Regions from separate parts of the Triticum aestivum genome. Here region 2 is linked to region 1. A link is a contact called in public Hi-C data. All regions are on one chromosome and are shown on one strand. The core of a region is the stretch at or near the end of the contact, and the rest is flanking DNA. Distances in the headings are between cores, read along the strand shown.

Evidence for each region. Hi-C and Micro-C count contacts between places; a contact is called where the count stands out from the background.
Region 2: a contact with region 1 is called in a Hi-C map of leaf, with 4 times the contacts expected there. The contact joins the promoter of LOC123045682 here to the promoter of LOC123045680 in region 1. A contact is called at or near these places in 2 of 5 Hi-C or Micro-C datasets (both in leaf).

Annotation. Positions count from the first base shown.
Region 1 is chr2B:499,292,984-499,297,069 of IWGSC CS RefSeq v2.1, forward strand. It overlaps LOC123045680 (14-3-3-like protein GF14-B), which reads left to right and starts at 2,201. Exons shown (of 6, transcript XM_044468824.1): 1 at 2,201-2,560; 2 at 3,186-3,635; 3 at 3,713-3,791; 4 at 3,938-4,060. The coding sequence starts at 3,226.
Region 2 is chr2B:499,464,102-499,468,187 of IWGSC CS RefSeq v2.1, forward strand. It overlaps LOC123045682, which reads right to left and starts at 1,696. Exons shown (of 2, transcript XM_044468826.1): 1 at 1,041-1,696. The coding sequence starts at 1,409.

The DNA.
Region 1 (4,086 bases), core at 951-3,450:
ACTAGCATCAACTACAAAGAGTAATCAACACTACTAGCAACCTACAGGTATCAATCTGAGGTTTTGAGACAGCGATCAGATACAAGAGATGAACTAGGGTTTGAGAGGAGATGGTGCTGGTGAAGATGCTGATGGAGATTAACCCCCTCTAGATGAGAGGATCGTTGGTGATGACGATGACTTCGATTTCCCCCTTCGGGAGGGAAGTTTCCCCGGCAAACCAGCTCCGCTGGAGCCCTAGATTGGTTCTGCCCAGGTTCCGCCTCGAGACGACGGCACTTCGTCCCGAAAGCTTCCTTCTGTTTTTTTTTCAGGTCAAAACACACCATATAGCAGAAGGTGGGCATCGGAGGCCTGACAAGGGGCCCACAGGGTAGGGGGCGCGCCCAGGGGGTAGGGCGCGCCCCCACCCTCATGGACAGGGTGTGGGCCCCCTCTGGTACTTTCTTCGCCCAGTATTTTTTATTAATTCCAAAAATAACTTTCGTGGAGTTTCAGAACATTTGGAGTTGCGCATAATAGGTCTCTAATATTTGCTCCTTTTCTAGCCCAGAATCCCAGCTGCTAGCATCCTCCCTCTTCATGTAAACTTTGTAAAATAAGAGAAAATAGCCATAAGTATTGTGATATAACGTGTAATAACAACCCATAATGCAATAAATATCAATATAAAAACATGATGCAAATGGACGTATCAGTCTCCAGTGTTCCGAGGCCATGTCTGTACATGCTAGGCTCGTCAAGTTTAACCCGAGTATTATGCATGTGCAAACCTTTGTGGATGGCTGGTAGCCCCCCTCTGGTGCTTTCTTCGTCCAATATTTTTTATTAATTCCAAAATGACTCTCCGTGAAGTTTCAGGACTTTTAAAGTTGTGCAGAATAGGTCTCTAATATTTGTTCATTTTTCAGCCCAAAATTTTAGCTGCCGGCATTCTCTCTCTTCATGTAAACCTTGTAAAATAAGAGAGAAAAATCATAAGCATTGTGCTATAATATGTAGTAACAGCCCAAAATGCAATAAATATTGATATAAAAGCATGATGCAAAATGACATATCAATTACATGTCACCGTCTGCTATTTAGGTTTAGTTTAGGTTTAATTTGAAATTGTTTGCATGTATAAATTCCGTGCTTGAAATATTTGAAATTGAGGACATTTTGAGAGATTGTGTTCGATGGCCGGGACATTTGAGGGTGTCAGTAGTATGGACATTTGGCCAAGTAGATTATACGCGCCCGTTAAAAAATATGGCTGCGTCAAAGATTTGTTCATGTATGTTACTGTCAAATTAACAAATTCATAGTACATTTCCAAAAAAAAGGTTACCCCTGCCATGCCAGGCATCTTGGATCTGACGCTCTCTGCCAGTCGCCGAAACTGAACTGAATTTTCTACGAATCAGGCATGTCTTCGTCCGCGTCGACGGGGAGGTAGACAGCTAATCCATTACCACCGCGCCCACAGAAAACGCAGCCGCATTTTCTTCCCTCCCAGGCGGGCGAAGAAAATTGAATTGAATGGAGCAGGTGGGCGGCCGGTTGGCTGGTCGTTGGCGTCGCCCGAGCCAAGAGGGTGATTGGACACAAGGGACTATTTTTAGTCTGACTAAAAATAGTCTTTTTAGAGGCTAAAGTTCCAAGTCCCCCTGACTAAAGAGAGGCTAGGACTAGTCTTGAGGCTAAAATCTTTTAGTCATGGGAAACCTACTAAAATATGTATTAGCTCTCTCTCTCCTCATTTAATTCCTCTCCTTAGTTCTGGATTGGAGGGTTTGGAGGATAATAAATGCTCAACAACTAGATTTTAGTCTCTTTAGTACTTGGATCCAAACATAGGTGAGACTAGCAAGTTTTAGTCCCACTATTTTTAATCATGGGACTAAAACGTATTCCAAGTCACCAACCCGAGCGCCGAACGCACCGCCGCCGCCTCGCGTCGCCTGCGTCAGACGCACACCACGTGAACCCCACCCCACCCCCCGCCGCGCGGGCCCCGCGGCCTCGTCAGCGCCACGGCCCCGCGCCGCCGCCCAGTCGGTCCGTCCACGCTCCACACCCGCCCAAATCTCATTTACGCGCCGAAATCTCCTCACGCGCGTCACCCGGACCCACCGGGCAGGGGCGGCGGGGTGGCCACGCACCCCGTGACGAGACGCCTTGCCATCCCGCGCCGATCCACTCCAACGACGCTAGGCTGTCGCGGCGGTGGTCGAGCTTATCGGCACGACGCGCCCGGGCCCGCTGACGCGTGGGGCAGCCTGTCGTCGGTCGTCCCCATCGCAAACCCTCGGTTGTCCCGCTGCGCCGTGGGGACAGGCGGGGCCACGCGTCGGGGCCCCATTGGGCGCAGGGGTCTCGGGGGTTGCTTTTCTAGGCCCCCCGGGCGCCGCCTCCTCCTCACCAGTTCGAAAGCCCAAGCGCGACGAGGAGACCAGCGGCGACAGACGCAGACGCAGGTACCCAGCCGCTCCTGCCGTTTCCTCCCCAAATCAAATCTCGCCTCCCCGTCTCTCAATTCTCCTCCGATTATCGTCGTCGTTCGACTAGATCTTCACTGGTACCCCCACCCCTTCATCCCCTCCTGTCGCCCTGATCTGCGGTGTTTTGACGGGATTTCTTGTGCCTGAATTCTCGGGCTAAATCTGTTGTTTCGTACATAATTGTTACCGTGCGTAGTGAATGGTACTGCTTCTGGATCGTTGTGATCTATCCGCGACTGGTTTGATAGGATTTGCCGCACGTCGGATCCCGTCGAAGCCTGGGTTTCGTGTATGTTTTGCATGCGGGAATTTCGTTACTTCGTTTTCCCCCTCTCGTGTCGATATATTACAGCAGATTACTAGATCCGATGCTTTGCAGTATTGCAGGGGTTGTAGTTGCCTCGGATATGCGGGGCACGGTGATATACAGAATTGGCCTTCTTAATATGCTAGTGTACAGTACACAATTCGAAATCAAACCTGTTTTCGGTATTTGCGGTCTATCGGAAAGAATTACAGTTATTTTTTTGTTTAAAAAGTAGTGCTTTCCTTGTGGAATTTTGTCTCGTGACATGTGTATTTGTGCGTCGATCATAGATTACTCATTGTAGAATTATGTATTTGTACATATCCATATCAATATTGGGAAAGAAATGATTTGGGGCGAGCAGTTAACTGTTGTTTTTCTCTTTGATCCTGCAGATTTGGCATTCAGAAAAAATTTAAATCGTGAACTGTGAAGATGACGGCACCAGCGGAGCTTTCCCGTGAGGAGAATGTGTACATGGCTAAGCTCGCTGAGCAGGCTGAGAGGTACGAGGAGATGGTTGAGTTCATGGAGAAGGTGGCCAAGACCGTCGACTCCGAGGAACTCACTGTGGAGGAGCGCAACCTCCTCTCTGTTGCATACAAGAATGTGATTGGAGCCCGCCGTGCCTCATGGCGCATCATCTCCTCCATTGAACAGAAGGAGGAGAGCCGTGGCAACGAGGACCGGGTCACACTCATCAAGGAATACCGTGGCAAGATCGAAACTGAGCTTAGCAAGATCTGTGATGGCATCCTCAAGCTGCTCGAAACCCACCTTGTCCCGTCTTCCACTGCCCCTGAGTCCAAGGTCTTTTATCTTAAGATGAAGGGTGACTACTACAGGTATGATGGCCCGTAGAGATTCTTCATTAATTATGGGATTGTGAATTTTCATTAGCTGAAGCAACTGTGATAAATAGGTATCTTGCCGAATTCAAGAGTGGGCCTGAGAGGAAGGATGCTGCTGAGAATACCATGGTGGCATACAAGGCTGCTCAGGTTGATCACTTGTTTTCATATTTAACAATGTCAATTTATTGGCGAAGAATTCATTCTTCTGAATTTGTTGAATGTTTCTTTTGGATTATATAATATGTTCTACTTCTCTTGTTTAAAAAGGTTCGATTTGTTGTATAATCTATCAGGATATTGCTTTGGCTGAGCTGGCTCCAACTCATCCGATTAGGCTTGGGCTGGCACTAAACTTCTCGGTGTTCTATTATGAGATCCTCAACTCGCCTGATCGTGCTTGCAATCTCGCAAAACAGGTTAGTTTTTCTGAGTCAGTTAGATG
Region 2 (4,086 bases), core at 446-2,945, 170 kb after region 1:
CAACAAACGACAATTAGTAACTAACCGAAATGAACACAAAAGCAGTAGTTCCCAACGCTCGTAAGCTCATATCCAGGTTTCCAATTTCAGGATCCATGCTCCAACTTAAAGTATGTTAGTTCTCGGTTGAACTTACAGGAGCCATCAAATGATGGAGTTAACAGCTCAACCATGAGAAACTGCTCACTCTCACTCAGGTGATCTCAGCTGCTTGATTACTTAATCGGATGACCTTGGAACTACAGAATGATTGAAGTAATAAAGGTTCCAGTGGAGCCATGTCAGCAAGCCACTTGCCACCAATAGCATACCTTATTCTACCTACAATCCTCATCCTGCTATTGACCATGTCACTTGTAGTTCTCGACAGCTATAATCAACAATTCTGTCAACATACAGCACACACAGAGGGCAGATTTACAAAACCAACTAGTCAAGTTAGCTCCACAAGACTGCAACCATGTTGCGCAAAGTCAAGAGCTCTGCATTGGCACACGATCCAGTTTCCTACAACATGCTCAGAGATAGCATACACGTTCTACTCATAACATGGTTCCAACTTGCAACTAGTACAGTAGTAAACTACATGTGGCAGCAGAGTATAACTATCCTCCTCGGATGCCCTCTGAGCTTTCAGTATCTCACAAATTAGTATTGTTTTCAGCAATATGGTGGACCACATCCCATAAATGAACACATCGAAACAATCTGATCTGGCAACAACAGCGCTCTGCCTCCCATTTCATCTTCTTCGTCAAACTACGTTCAGTATGACAGCTCGCTCGCTCTCAAATGCACAACCATCAAAAGCGCACAACCATTTTAGCTAGCAAGAACATACTGCTAGAATCAAGCTCTGGCTAGATCTTACTCCCAGGCCCTTTGATTGTGATTCTTTGTTACTTAGTATCTGTGGTTGTTTGCAGCAATTAATGGTCTAAGCAAGCTTTGACTCCACGAAAACTGCTGATCTATCTATCTGATTAAAGGACCACAAATTCGAAAGGGAAGGAGGAAGCAGGGGGTGGTGGTAGTGGTACCTTCTTGAGCGCGAGCGCGAGGCGCTTGCTCTCGAGGCGCGGCGTGGAGAGGACGACCTCCCGGGCGATCCAGATCGCGCGCCGCTGCAGCGCCAGCGGCATGTCCGCCGCGCGCACCCGCACCGCCACCTTCCTCCCCTCCCCGCTCGCGGCGTCCCCTTTGACCTTCGCCGCCTCCCTGTTGTCCTTGGCCTCCGGCTTAGCGGCCTTGCCCTCCCCGCCGCTGGGCTCCGCCGCCGATTTCCGCTCCACCTTGAGCTCTCGCTCCGGCTCCGGCTCCGGCTGGGGCGGGTCGTCGAGCCTGGTGCGGCGGACGAGCGAGCTGAGGTAGCGGCTGCGGCGCTCGAGCTCCTCCTGGGCCGGGTCCATGTTGATTCAGATGTTCCGGCGAGATAGATGTTGACCGGTCGCGGCGCAGATGGCTAGTCAGCAGCGGCGGTGGCAGGGGGGCATGGCCGCGAGTGGGAGGTGTTTGTCTCGGGGTCGGGACGGGAGGTGGTGGTGGTGGTGGCCGGTTGGGGTTTCTTGGGGTTTGCCTTTGCCCGGAAGAGAAGGGCTGTGAGTGCGATTGTTGCCGCTCCTGGAATTCGTGGGAGCAACTTTTGAGACAAAGCCTTTGTTTTGCTTTCGTTTCCAGGTATAATACTCGGCCTACACTTTGTTCGGTTGTTTGTGTGAATATAGGAGTGGTTTACGCTCAGTTCATGCTGACTAGGGATGCGATCTGATCCAGGGTGAGATTGGCCAGTAGCTTATCTGGTCCAGATTTCAGGGAAGAGAAAGATGGAACTAGACGTCCATTGTGTGTGTTTGTGCACGTGGTCCCTCAGGGAAGACTCGATTGTCCGTCGATTTGTGCCCAGGGCGCGCGTTTGACCAGCTGTCGGGGCCGGCAACCCCACAGTCGCTGGCCGAGCGTTCTCGCAGTCCCACCGGCCCCGCAGCGAAGACACGCCTCTACCAACTCGGAGGTCGAGGGATGGCATGGCACGATGGCCGCACTCCCCAGATTCCCTAGCCTGGCTTACTCGGATGCAGAGTAGCCAAGCTCAGCAGGTTCTAGCCGCTGCAATTCCGCTTAATCGCGACACCATATCGAATCAGATTAATAGCTAGACGAATCGTGGAAGGATGAGAATGCAACACAACTGCAGAACTACATCTACATCTAAGAGGAAAAAAAACATCTACATCTAAGAGGAAAAACCCAGCGATATCGAATAGCGCCAAGCAATGTACAACAACAGCACGTACGTTAGTGCTCGAATTTAAACCACCAAAGAGGCAGAACAAAGCACAACCAAAATATAGACCACCGTTATAGAAGTAGAGCGCAACCAGAGTTACCCATAAGCAGGGTAAAAGCAAAGAGAGAACACTACTGCACTAGCGCATCAATGACTACCAATCAGAGTATAGTCATGGAGCAGAACATAACAATAGTAAACTTCAATTCCTATATCAAGTCAAGTTACACAAACCGACTTCCCAAGGATTTCACAAATCAAAGATGAAGAATTCAAGCTTATACACAACAAAGGATTAACAAATATACTACATTCGTAGAGCTTGACCCCCAAAATGCACCAGCCCGGTTCAACCGCTATTGGGTGCTCAGAAATGGTTTAGTTTTTCTTCCCTAGAATACAACCTACATTACCAACCAAGGTCTATCAACCAAGGTCGACAAACCAACATGAAATCAGAGACATTAAGGCAACTACTCATCTTGAAACAGTTCGATTTCAAAATGTGGAAACCTGTCTATTCATTTTTATTTATTTATACTAGTTTTGTTGCTCGGTTTGTGATCAACAAAAGAGAAGAAAATGAACTAAGAACACTGGCTGCCTTGAAGCATATGATTAACGCATTAGCCTAGGAATGATGAGCTAGGCATCAGCCTACAACAGTACTATCACAGTATCAGTGCATATGAAGAACTACAATAAGAATTAACCGTCATGAAGTAAGCATAAACACTTTATGAAACACTTCCGAGTTTTTTTAGAACAAGCGCGTCAACATGCATATAAGAGGGGGGCAGATGGCCTACGACATCAATTTAGGTCCAGGACAAATAAAAAACAACCGAAAAACTTTGAAACGGTTCAAGTTCAAAATTTGGAATGCTTGGTTGCTCAGTTTGCAAGCAACAAGAAATGAACTAGGTTACTGGCTGCCAGTTTCCATGGTCCAGAATACTCTTGTAATACTAGCTGAACCAAATAGCAATTATGCAGAACTAAACAGGAAGTAACATCCCTCGCACAAGTCTGGAACAAGCATGGGATAAAGGATTCTTGTAAATCAAGAAATGCAATAGATGGGACAAAAACATGCATTACAGGACTATTGTTTAGATATTTTAGAGCTAAACTCCAACAATGCACAATAATTTATTAGACAAGGCATAAAACTGAAACATCACAGCATAATCCTATCGTACACTTGCATAGCAAATCCATAATTGCCTATTGTAACACTAGTGAAGAGAAAATACCAAGTTAAATGGAGAGTTACTTCCCATGAGAGCCCAATAGCTTATAAACAGGTCATGAGCACCCAAACAAGGAAATTATCACCAAAAGGTAATCATACTGCTGAGCTACATCAAACATCAAAGCATCAATCTATCATTCACTAGGACATTATATCCAGAATTAATTCCTGTCACCATAGAAGCAAACCCCAAGTTAAAGGACAGGACCTAAACAATACTACCCAGTGAAACCTAAACATCACAGTACAGACCTATCGTCCACTCACATATCAAATCAATAATTTGCTCTTGTAACACTAGAGAAGCAAATACAAAGTTAAATGGAACATTAGTTTGCACGAGCTCAATAGTATCAAGGCAGTTCATGAGCTCGCAAAGAAAATTATCACAAACAGGGCTAATATTCAATCATGTGTTAACCATACTGTTGAGCTAAAAACATCACAGCACCAACCTGTCATTCACTGGCATATCACACTATAGAAGAAAAGGCAAGTTAAAAGGATGCATTACTTCCAAGAAGCTAAAGCTAGTAAACAACCT